Regions from separate parts of the Sus scrofa genome. Here all the other regions are linked to region 2. Evidence: chromatin contacts called from public Hi-C data. All regions are on one chromosome and are shown on one strand. Each heading gives the region's core, a stretch centred on a gene start, on an enhancer-like site or on the middle of the called end of the contact. The rest is flanking DNA. Distances are from core to core; before and after follow the strand shown.

Region 1 (3,874 bases), core at 1,337-3,836, 320 kb after region 2:
ATCACGAGGAATGTTTAATAGCCAGGCTTCCAAAGGGACCCCAAGCCAAAGAGCTTGAGGAAGAATCAGACGGTACAGCAAGGACCCCAGAGAACCCATCCACTTCCCTTCAGGGTTTTTGAGGCTTACAGACAATGCATGGTGCCTGCTTGAATGCCCTGTTCCCTTGCTGGGGTGACATCTACTAACAGAGCTAAATGCCCTCCAGATGCCCTCTAAGTTGAACCATTAGAACTGGAGACAAGCCTCACCCAGGAGCCCCTGCTGAAACTCCACAGAAGGTGAGAGCTGACATGTGGGCTGACGAGAAGCCAGCAGAGCCAAGGCAGCTGACCCAGTGGTAGTAAAACTCCGTCCAGGGGCTGAGGCTCCAAGTTGAAAGCAACAGCCATTAAAGAGGTATTTGGAGGAAGGTATAAAGCCTCTGACAATCACCTTCTTAAATGTCAACCATTCCCACCTTGTCAAGGCCCATGTAACATCCCATCCTGTCAGTACAGAAAACTCACGGCCAGAGATGACTGTTAGTATAGGATTCGAGGACCAATCACCAGATTGTACAGGATATGTGTCTGGTGGTGCCAAACCCTTATACTCTGGTTACAACTTTATGTGGAGACTTCGGTGGGTTTGTAACTCTGGACTTAAAAGATACCTTTTACTCCATTCCCCTAAGTGCTATGTCCCAGGAGTTTGCCTTAGAATGGGATGCTCCAGAGACGGATGGAAAACACAATGTGGCTGGATAGTACTCCCGCTAGGATTTAAGACTGCCCCCCGCCCCCAATCTTCAGAGAAGATCTAGGACTTGATCGCTGATGAGGGAGTCTCACCCCAACATGTGGATGGTATACTAACTGCCAACAAGAAAGCTTAAGACCAAAATGCAACCCCTGCTCTAGACATTCTGCCAGCCTGGAGATACAAGTTCTCCAAGGAAAAAGTGCCAATTTCCTAACCAACTGCAAAATATTTAGGATCTGAGTCATCTAAAGGACAAAGAAACATACTGCCAGATGGAAGAGAAGCACTAGCCAGGGTGACTGTACCCACCACCAGAAGGCAGTTTTGAGGATCCTTAGGAATGGCTGAGTTGTCATAAGTGGATTCCTGGCTTTGGACTCAGAGTTGAACCCCTGTAAGAGGCTCCTAAAGGAAATGGCACACGTCGTGGACCCCGGCTGCCATAATGTGCTCCACACCATCAGGAGAAACTGAACCGCTCAGCACTTGGTTGCCCAGATGTTTTTGTGCATGAAAGACAGGGTGTTGAGTGTTGTAGACTAATTCAGAGTTTAGGTGCCACCAGAAGGCCAGTAGCTTACATTTCCAAACAACTGGGCATGAGACTCAAGGGTGGCCAGTTTGCCTCTGTGGTGTTCCTACCACCGTGACCTTTTACAAGAGGCTGAAAAGTGCCCCCTGGGCCAGCCTCCCACTGTGCACACCATACTTGAACAGAAGGGCAGGTGTCAGCTTACTTTGGGAGGCTGTGCAAATACTTGAGGCACTGAATGTAACGCGAAAGGTGGTGTCCATTCTAAGCTCAACATTCCTCCCCAAGATGACAGGAGAGCCTGTTCACCCCTGTGTACAAACAGTTGAAGAGCATGCGACCTGGCTGATGAGCCTTGGAAGGATCTGGATGTGGAAGTGTTCATAGGCTGGGCTGAGCAGAGGTAACTCACCAGGAATCCCAGAAGCAGAATGCCCCACCTCTGCCCGCCAGCAGATCCGTCTTCCCAGAGGGCAGACCTCATAGCTCCCACAGAGTCCCGCACTGTGCAGCTAAGGAAAAGGGGACCATTTACACAGATTCCAAGTTTGCCTTCTCTGTCATTTGTGTGTAGGTGGCCATATGGAAAGGAGGTCTACTGGATTCAGGAGGAAAACAATCAGAGGGGGTCCTGGCCTTATCAGACTCCGTTAGAATGCTGGGAGATACAGCCATAGGACATTGCCTGGGCCATCAGAAGACTGATAATTACACAACTGAAGGGAATCATTTGGCTGATCAGGCACCAAAGCAGGTGGCCAGAACTAAACGCCAGATCCTAAGACCAACCACCTGTTCTGAGTGTGGACCTATCCCTGGGTAAGCCTCAGCTTTGGAAATGGATTCTGAGAGAGCAGCCACGTGGGGGTTTCATGGTGACTCTGGAGACCGAGGTGGTGATCAGCACCAAACACCCCACAGGCTGGATTTAAGATGAGCAAGGACTAGTGCTCATACCTGAGCACTTCATGGAAAGAATTATCACTCATCTACATGGAGGGAGCATCATCAGGAGGAGGCAACCCATCACTCACTGGCTACAGAAATTTACTGTTGGTCCACAAATGCAAAGGACCAGTCAAAGGATAAAACAAAGTTGCCTGATCTGTGCCAGAAACATCCTAAAACCTGGCTACCCCCCATACCAAAAGGGGTGCTGACCCGAGGGGCAGAACCAGGGGATGACTGACAGAGAAGATGCTCTTCTGCCAGGAGCTGGGGACATGGTAGATATTTGCTGGTGTTCTTGACACCTTTGCAGAAGGGGCACAGGCTAGGCAGAGAAAGCTTCTGGGTGCAGGCTAGGCAGAGAAGGCTTCTGGGATTTGCCTCTTTCAAGCCAAAGTGACGGTGGAGGCGCTTTAGCAGCCAAGGTGACTCCAGGAGGTCTGGGGCCCTTGGACCAGACACGATGGAAGCTCATGCTCCCTGGGGACCTCCTATAACAGGGCAGGGCCCTCCCCCACAGGGTCTGCTCCAGCTCCTCCTGAAGCACCCAGATGACAGTATCTGATGCACATTCCTGAGTTGCTTCACAGATGCTAAAATCCCCACCAAAGGGAAGATGTTAACTAGCTGATGACCAGGAGCACATAAAATGTTAACCCCTGTGACATAGCCCTGTGACCTTACCATCAGCCAATCAGAGGATAGTGTGCAAGCCAGTCACTTACCCTGTGACCCCTCCCCCGTCTTTAAAAATGCTATACGATTTTGTTCGGGGAGTTTGGGGTTTGTGGGACACAAACCACCAGTCTCCCTGCCTGGCTCTGCAATAACCTGGCTCCAAACTGTATTGTTTGGCCTCACTGTGTGTCCAGCCCACGCACTTGTATTTAGTAACTCTCAGTCTACAGGGAAGGGGGAAAGGATGAGTCACTCCTTTAAAAAGATAGTAGCCAGAATAGGCCAAGAAACCAACATAACTTGGATAAGGTTTTACCAACTGCCCCCACTGAGGGGCAGAGCAGCCCTGGAAGCAGCCCCAGTTAAGCACTTACTGTTCTGTGGGCAACCTTCCTTAAGACGGAGTACCTCTGTGTCTTGAAACTGTTCACATGGCAACAAACAAACAAGATATGATAAAATGTGCACAACTCTTGGTGCCATCTTATCTTCTACACAGGTATGTGCTTCTAGTCCCCTCACATTTCTGGTGGATGTCCCCCTGAGCTGCACAAGCTAGGGACCGGTGCTCCTTTGAACTTGGACAAACCAGCCACTTGAGGATCAATGTCACCCCATGGGATGTGGAATGACCCTATTGCGTCCTTCAGGTCACTTTCTCCAGTAAAGCTGAGTCACGCCTTGGGTAACCACTCCCAGGGAACTTAAATCACAGGAAAACTTGTCAAAGGAAAATAGGGCAGCTAAGACACCCCCTGGCCAGGATGAGAAGGAAACAGACATCTCGAAAGTAGACTGTTTCTGTCCAATAGTTTGGACCAGGCCTACGTAAATCCAAATTCAATCACCAAAATGTTAAAAAACACCACGTTTTCATGGATCCCCAAAAGATTACGGTCTGTTTTCAAAGGACTGTTAAAATCTGGGAGTCACAGTTCCGTGCATCTTACACTTAATCCTTTTATTCATTCA
Region 2 (4,257 bases), core at 50-2,549:
GGCTCTCAGGGTGACTAAATGGGCTAAAAGTGCTTGGTCCTGTGTCTGGCACATAATAAATGCTCAGGGGATTACGTTATTACAGCACTGGATACAGATGTCATTGTAACAACAACCAGATGGATACGAACTGTTTTCTTGATGCAATTTTTTTCACACGTAATGGAGTTTTCTTCCTCTTTTTGGTATCAGGATGTAATTTACTCCAGAGGAAAAGCAAGGCTCTCTTAACAGGAGGTGGGTGGGGTGTGCGATGAGCAGATCTGCCTTTCTGCCCCACACTGCGCAGGACACCACACACAGGCACATCCCTCATGTCTGTTACGTGACGGCCATGCCTGAGGTCCAGCAGGAGTGTCCCACTGAACCCCAACCACCGCCCCTGCTGGGGACATACCCTGCCTTCTCTCCCTCTCTAAACAGGGTGAACAGGCTGGCAGGCAGCTCTGCATAGATGGCATGTTTCTACCATGACTTTAGGGCTCTCAGTGCTACTGCTTAGAACCATATGGACAAATACCACCACAGGCTAGTTCCTGAACATCCCAAACTTAAAAAAAAGGAGTATATATCACTCGTCACCTTTTTATTCCTGCACTATCCTTCACTTCTAAACAGAAAGGGGGAAGGCCTAGAATTCAGAAGGGATAGTTGCTCATCTGATGATATACTATTATTGCCCAAATATATTCCTAACCAGTAAGTGAACAGGAATATTTAGAAAGCATCTAAACTAACATGTGTATAATTTTGACATTTTAAATCCAGAATTCAGTGAAGCATTTTTGAAAAGATGCCTCCAATATGCACAACTCTAAGTTCAGATTTTTAGGTCTGAACGTTTTCTGAGGAAGAGCATCCAAAATAAGCATTCAGCAATTTAAATCGAGAACCTAGGGGCCATAGTCAATCCGGCTCTGGGGCACCTTGACGCTCACTGTTCACTTCAACGGTCCCATTTCTTCTTGCTTTATTATCACCGTATGAAGGAATCATGGAAGCGAACGTCAGTGAAGCTTGGAAAAAGCCAGGAAACCTTACAAAGCTGAAGCAAACACACCATTAACCGGCCTTTTAAATTTAACTCAGCTGCTTGCTGCTTTTCTGTTCCCAGCCAGCCCACAGCGTTTAAAACCACAGTACAAAGTCCTAAAATTGAATCCTTAAAGTGGTTCTGTTACACCCAGTGCCTCAGGCGAGGCTGATTATTTACGTGGTGATTATTTACCTCCATCTCCCCATTTTTAAACCCTAACTCTCAGCTCTCTCAGGAAGGCCTGCCTCTGGTACACAATGCAATTCCAGGAAGCATCCAGCATCCAGCTGAGCACAGCAGCCGGTCCAAAACCCCAGTGCAAGACGGTAACCTAGCAATGCAGCAAAACAAGGCCAAACACGCACATTTAGATTGGGCTGTGTCTTAAAAGATGGGATTAGAGGCTGGAAGAGGCGGCGACTGTGGCCCTCACTTTGGCACAGATTTGGTGCAACGTGCACAACTCCTTGTTACTCCACCAAGCTGTGTGACTGCTTGTCTCTCGGGGTGACCCCCGGGGCAGCACTCGCCCAGTGCTGTGTTCTATCCCAAGAGGAAACAGGACAACCAACATTATCCAATGTGTTTCTTATTCCCCAAAGGCTAGCCCCAGGGGAAGAGTATCCTATAAAGTCATCTGCTGGCCATCAGGATCTCCCCCTCCCCTGCTTCTCGCCCCTTCTCTTGGCCGAAATCGGTAATGACGTCCCCTGCTCGGGAGAGTGTGCCATCTGCCTCTCATTACCGATTCCTTTCTTGTCAGCCTTTCCCCCTCTGCTGCGGGCACCGCACATCGTGGAGGCCAGTGTACCAGGGAAAAGAGGTGTACTCATCTCCCTCTCAAACCCAAATCCTTGTATGATGTGGGAACAAATTAAGGTACCAAAGAACATCAAGGAAGCTGGGGATCAGCACCAGCTGATGTTTCGCTTTTGGGATAAACATCTCTTGAAAAACTTAGCTTTTTACCTCTGAGAATTTCTTCAATGTCTACTTAGGTCATGCTTCTTTTAAATCATGCTTTAATTCACAAATTATAAGAATGGCAAAATCCTTTTATATACAACAACAGCTGTTAATAAAGTTGAGATTATGAAGTGTTAAATGTTTCTCTTACTGACTTCTTATAGCAACAAGTGATAACCCACACCAAGAATTGGGTAGAGGAGTTCCTGTCGTGGCTCAGTGGTTAATGAATCCGACTAGGAACCATGAGGTTGCAGGTTCGATCCCTGGCCTTGCTCAGTGGGTTAAAGATCCAGTGTTGCCATGAGCTGTGGTGTAGGTTGCAGATGCAGCTCGGATCCACATTGCTGTGGTTCTGGCGTAGGCCGATGGCTACAGCTCCGATTTGACCCCTAGCCTGGGAACGTCCATATGCCGCGGGAGCAGCCCAAGAAATGGCAAAAAGACAAAAAAAAAAAAAAAAAAAAAAAAAAAAGAATTGGGTGGAGAAATGGGCTGCTGCTGCTTATGGGGTTTAAATGTCACTCTGTCACACAGCACTATTTATGCTTGTCAGCAGCCAAGACATGGAAGCAACCTATGTGTCTACTGACAGATGAATGGATTAAGATGTGGTACATAATACAGTGAAATACTGCTCAGCCATAATAAAAAAGAACAAAATGATGTTGTCTGCACCAACACAGATGGACCTAGAGATTATCATACTAAGTGAAGTAAGTCAGAAAGACCTATCATATGATTATCACTTACATGTGGAATATTAAAAAATTATACAAATGAACTTAACAAAACAGACTCACAGATTTAAAAATCAAACTAATGGTTATCAAAGGTGAAACATGGGAGAGAGGGATAAATTAGGAGTCTGGGATTAACATATACATACTACTATATATAAAATAGACAACCAACAAGCACCTGCTGTACAGCACAGGGAACTCTGCTCAATATCTTGCAATAACCTATAAGGGGAAAGAATCTGAAAAAGAATGAATATATGTATATGTATAACTGAATCATTTTGCTGTACACCTGGAACTAACACAACATTGTAAAATTACACTTCAATAGAAAGAAAGAAAAGAAAGCGAAAGAAATCAGTGAAAATAATTTGCACTTACTGAAAGCATGCTATGTGCCAGGTAAACTGAGCACTTTACACGCATCATTTATTTTTTTATATATATATATTTTTTATTTTTAGTCTTTTTGCCTTTTCTTGAGCCCCTCCAGCGGCATATGGAGGTTCCCAGGCTAGGGGTCTAATCCAAGCTGTAGCCACCGGCCTACGCCAGAGCCACAGCAATGCAGGATCTGAGCCGCGTCTGTGACCCACACCACAGCTCATGGCAACGCCGGATCCTTAACCCACTGAGCAAGGCCAGGGATCGAACCTGCAACCTCATGGTTCCTAGTTGGATTCATTAACCACTGCACCAGGATGGGAACTCCTACATGCATCATTTAAATCCTGGTTATTATTCTCATTTCACAGCAAGGGAGCAGGCACAGAGGTTAAGGACTTGCTAAAGGCCACGCAGCCAGAACCCAACTCAGACCTGCCTGAGGCCAGGCCCACGCTCCTCGCCCCTGAACTGCACCCTGCACTTTTCTGAATCATTGCTACTGTCACAACTCTGGCTTTGTTGTGTCATTTCTGCCTTTTGGTTGTGTCCCTTCCTCCTTTCTGGGTTTCCATGGGGCATCGTTGGCCCTCCTTCTGGTTTGTCAAGGGTTTAATTAAAAGCCAGGACCACCACCCTGGGGGCCACCTGCCCCGAGCACAGGTCCCCCCTCCTTATGAAAAAATCCTTCACCTGAAGAAGACTGGAAGAGACTCAAAAGTGTAGCTTTATGTTTACATTCTTTTGTTCTATTAAGTTGCGTGTTCCAACGATAGTTTAAAATATTCACTAGGAAAAATGCCTTGAAATGCACAGCAGGGTCCCAGCACTGGTGAGCTTGTACAGGACACAAGGAATTCTAGCTCCATAACCTACCCTAGCCTTTCTTGGGCACGAGAGGAATAAACGACCCAAAAGAAGAAAATTTCTGGACTTTGTTCAAGTTCTCCACTGTTTCTTTAAGAGGCAGAAAACTAAAAACTGACATTTGTTAGTAACAGTCTAGGAAACATACTGAAAATGCAATAAAGACAGACGAACGAAGCCATTGACAAGGGATTTATCTTCAAAATATACAAACATCTCATACAGGTTTATATATATATAATTAAAAACTAGGCAAAAGTG
Region 3 (3,760 bases), core at 1,017-3,516, 410 kb after region 2:
ACCCTGAGTAAATCACAGGGGAACATTTGAAAGCAGTATTTCTGTGGTCTTGTATCTGTGGGTTACAGCGAGAGAAAAAAATCATTATTAAGAGTCAAATATGGGAGTTCCCATCATGGCTCAGTGGAAACGAATGTGACTAGGTTCAATCCCTGGCCTCCCTCAGTGGGTTAAGGATCTGGCGTTGCCATGAGCCGTGGTGTAGGTCGCAGGCGCAGCTTGGATCTGGCGTTGCTGTGGCTGTGGTGTAGGCCAGCGGCTACAGTTTTGATTCTATCCCTAGCCTGGGAACCTCCATGTGCCTTGGGTGCAGCCCTAAAAAGACCAAAAAAAAAAAAAAAAAGTCAAATATGGATTTCTATGATTCAGAATAAAGAACTGTGTTGAATTTAGTTAGTTTGATCGCATTTTAGCTCTAGTCTTTCAAGCTGTAGAGCATTCATTATTTCTCAACCTGGTATGGCTCATTTGGATAGGAGAGAGGGAGCCTGGCCACTTGCCTGTTGGTTGAATTATTGACATGTTTGAAGTCATATTATAGCGTATTGCTAATGTAACAGTTGTCAGTAACTTGGTTTTTATTTCCAATTTTCAGAAAAAGTGTTGCGACTATTTCATCCTAAGTGATGTGAATATTTCGGAATCTTGGAATCTGGATTTAACTCACCTTTCTGACTTAAGTGATGAGCTTTTGTTGAAGAATATAGCATTTTACTATGAAAATGAAAATGCTCAAGGTACCACCATTGTATATTACAATAATTATATTTTTATACAGAGATAAACATTATAAAGGATTTAAAACTTTAAAATCATTCTCTTATACTTCCAACATATAACATAGCAATCATTTTCTTTCAAATGTTTGTTTATACCTGTGTATAAGTTTTACTTAGTTGCAATCAGAGTGAGTATTATATTTCAAAACATTTTCACTTAGTATTACTCCACAAGTATTTTTTGGAAAAAATATGTTTGGGAACTTGGCATTTCCAAATAACTTTAACAGTTGAATTTTTCATTTACATATACACATAACATTTTTTCATAATATTCACTCTAATTAATGTAATCATCCTATTACTGTTAGGTAGGGGATTGTAATTTTTTCCAGAGATGAAGCTGAATTGTGTATTGTTGTTTATAATGAATTTTTTTCCTTTGGATCATTTTATTAGATTTTCTACAATCTATTAGTAGTCAAAGAAAACACATTTGGAGAGAACTATAACTCGGTATTATTGAAATTTCTCTGACCTCCAAGGTTTGGTTCTTGCAGACTGCAAGCATTAGCATGAATTAGCTACAAGTAAATTGAGCAATCCTCTCCAGATAGTCTCATTTTTGAATATAAGTAAAGTTACTTTACTATTAGTAAAGTTGTGTGTGATGTAACATTTTTATTACCTTGAAGAATAAATATTCACCATCTGTTATTGTTAGTTAAAATAATTATACTTCTAATACTTAGTTATCAACCAGGGAAACTGGATAAATTTTAGAGTCTACAGTCTCACAGTCAACATTGGAACCATTTTCCTTTAGGTTCCATGTGGAAATCCCTGAAAAAATTCACTATTTGAGAAGTATTTCAAAGTTCTCTGAATTTAGTCAAAATGTGTGCTTCTGTGTATATGTGAATGACTTTTGGTGATTACCATTTTTAACTATTTATACAGGCCTGCATTTGGGAAATGTCATTACGAAAGATTATGAACATCTCTGGGATACTGTATCAAAGTTGGTCAGACCATTTGATGTTGGAAAGCCATTTCCTCTGAGAACAACAAAACGTCCTTTTCTTAAGAAGAACCCATCACCAATCAAAGGCAATAAGTCTCTAAATTAATTTCGAATAAAAGCCTCATTCCCCTGGGAATGTTTTGAAAGCACCACTAAGTGTTGCAAGTATAAATACATTTTTGGTGTTATGCACTTAAAATTACCTATATTGTCATGTCCTTGGGGTGATAATGCTTTGACTATAATTTTGAACAGTGATATGTGTTGCTTGTAACTAATATTGTTACCACTTATAAAAAGTGAGATATGTGACTTCCATTTCTATCAATATAAAGTGTAGGTCTAGTGAAGAATCTCTTGCAGGTAATGATGGAAATGTTAGGTAAGAGACACCAAACATCTTTTTGTAAAGTCATAGCTAAACTCAAAACAATGGGAGGGAAATTGCAGGAGCTGAAAGTGAAGGGAGAGGCTGATCTCTGGGTAACTCCAAGAATTTCTAATTATAGGCCTGCTCTCCCAAGAATCTGGGTTTCAGTTTTCTCTGTTAGCAAAGTCCAGACCATTCTAAGCCAGAAGATAACCTAAGTGATCTAAGGACTCTGGCGCATTCTCTGAAGAGAAACAAAGTCCTAAACCCTGGTTTTACAAGAGCTTCTGCAAAATATGGGTGCAAATGCAAATGTATGAAACAGCAGAGAAACAAGCCCCAAGAAGGATAGTAGCTATAGAATGAAATCTCTTAAGGGATTTCAAATTTTGTAATTTTCAGAAGTAGCATATATTATGTGTGTGTATAAAAAATGCTTAAAGAACTAAAATAAGAAAATACAAAATTGTGTAAAACATCATTCACATTTTAAAATGACCAAAATTGTAGAAATGAAAATACTATCAGTGAAGAGGTTCAAAATCTGATCAGTGCTGTCACATACGAAATTCATCTGTCATCTGCATGTGTACATGCATGTGGTATCAAAAAGGATGTGAGACAAGACTGTAATGAAAGGACATAATGACATTGCCATCGGGATGGTCCCCTACTTCTTTTTTATTTTCATAAAAGTGTGAATGTAAGAAATCTGAGATTTCTATATTCAATTCCTTGTTTCATAACAGGAAATAAGAAAAGGAATAAACATTTGAAAAGAGGAATCATAAGGGTGTTTCTGTCTATCTTATCCATCCATCCATCCACCCATCTTCCTACTTACATGCCTACATACTGCTTATTTCTTTATATTCTGCTGTTTCCAGGATGTTTTAATATGGGAAATAGCTTTGTGGGAAGGGCTGGAATTGATTAATGTAAATAAGATCAATAAAAAATGTGTCTTTTAATGTAAAGTTTTAGAAATAACATTTCACGTTTCTGTATGAAAGTTTACATTTGACTTTGCCGTAATTTTTCCTTTTTTACAGATACCTCCATGGAAAAGATGCCTAGTTTGGGTTTTATTCCAATGTCATGTCAGGTGGTTGATAATTTTGTTGGAGACATTTTGAAAGATTTGCCTTTCCTAACGAGGTATGGGGCCTGAAGTGTTTCGGTCAATACCCAGATGGAATGGATGAATTACTCATAGAGATTCTATGAATTATGACAGGTTATTTATAAATAGGGTATATTAGATGTAACATGTGTTTGTAAGACATGAGTTTAATGTCAAATTTATTAATGTCCTTTGATCGTAACTAGGTTAAAATCAACAGTTTGAATCTTAGAGTGAAATCATTCCAGCTGCATGTTTTTAATTGATTCATCAAAGGATGAATATTTATTGATGTTGATGATGCTGTTAGAGAAATGGTTGTTTTTTTTGAGTTCTTAAGCCTCTAGTAACTGCTCTTTGATTCTAGCACCAACATTATATCACAGAAAGAAGAAGCTGGCTATGATTTTTTTCTTTTAATTATTGAAAGTGAAACCTTTGCTATGCTATATTTGGAGGCATGCAGTTTAAGCCATGCATGTATATCTTTTTGTCTCACAGTGATGATCCTGTTGTAACTTCAC

What was found. A called contact is a pair of places that touch in the nucleus more often than the background predicts.
Region 1: a contact with region 2 is called in a Hi-C map of omental adipose tissue, with 2.4 times the contacts expected there. The contact joins two enhancer-like sites. A contact is called at or near these places in 2 of 5 promoter capture datasets (fetal skeletal muscle and liver), 24 of 47 Hi-C or Micro-C datasets (adipose tissue, alveolar macrophages, brain and 12 more) and 1 of 2 datasets of contacts at active chromatin or transcription factors (skeletal muscle).
Region 3: a contact with region 2 is called in a Hi-C map of skeletal muscle, with 2.6 times the contacts expected there. The contact joins two enhancer-like sites. A contact is called at or near these places in 2 of 47 Hi-C or Micro-C datasets (fetal skeletal muscle and skeletal muscle).

Annotation. Positions count from the first base shown.
Region 1 is chr14:21,006,340-21,010,213 of Sscrofa11.1, forward strand. The region is part of intron 2 of PALLD (palladin); the gene reads right to left. LOC110256756 (a long non-coding RNA gene) reads left to right here. Exons shown (of 2, transcript XR_002338685.1): 1 at 1-3,874. Among named protein-coding and RNA genes, the nearest start is that of PALLD, 12 kb to the right of the region's middle. Within about 2 kb of position 2,587, at least 11 of the 83 cell types and tissues checked have an H3K27ac peak or open chromatin away from gene starts, as enhancers often do. A contact at or near this core is called in omental adipose tissue and skeletal muscle, where this site is marked.
Region 2 is chr14:20,692,397-20,696,653 of Sscrofa11.1, forward strand. All of the region lies in intron 16 of PALLD (palladin), which reads right to left. Among named protein-coding and RNA genes, the nearest start is that of CBR4, 73 kb to the left of the region's middle. Within about 2 kb of position 1,300, at least 29 of the 83 cell types and tissues checked have an H3K27ac peak or open chromatin away from gene starts, as enhancers often do. A contact at or near this core is called in omental adipose tissue and skeletal muscle, where this site is marked.
Region 3 is chr14:21,103,170-21,106,929 of Sscrofa11.1, forward strand. It overlaps DDX60 (probable ATP-dependent RNA helicase DDX60), which reads left to right. Exons shown (of 39, transcript XM_021072214.1): 10 at 596-737; 11 at 1,680-1,829; 12 at 3,166-3,271; 13 at 3,738-3,760. Among named protein-coding and RNA genes, the nearest start is that of DDX60, 28 kb to the left of the region's middle. Within about 2 kb of position 2,267, at least 2 of the 83 cell types and tissues checked have an H3K27ac peak or open chromatin away from gene starts, as enhancers often do. A contact at or near this core is called in skeletal muscle, where this site is marked.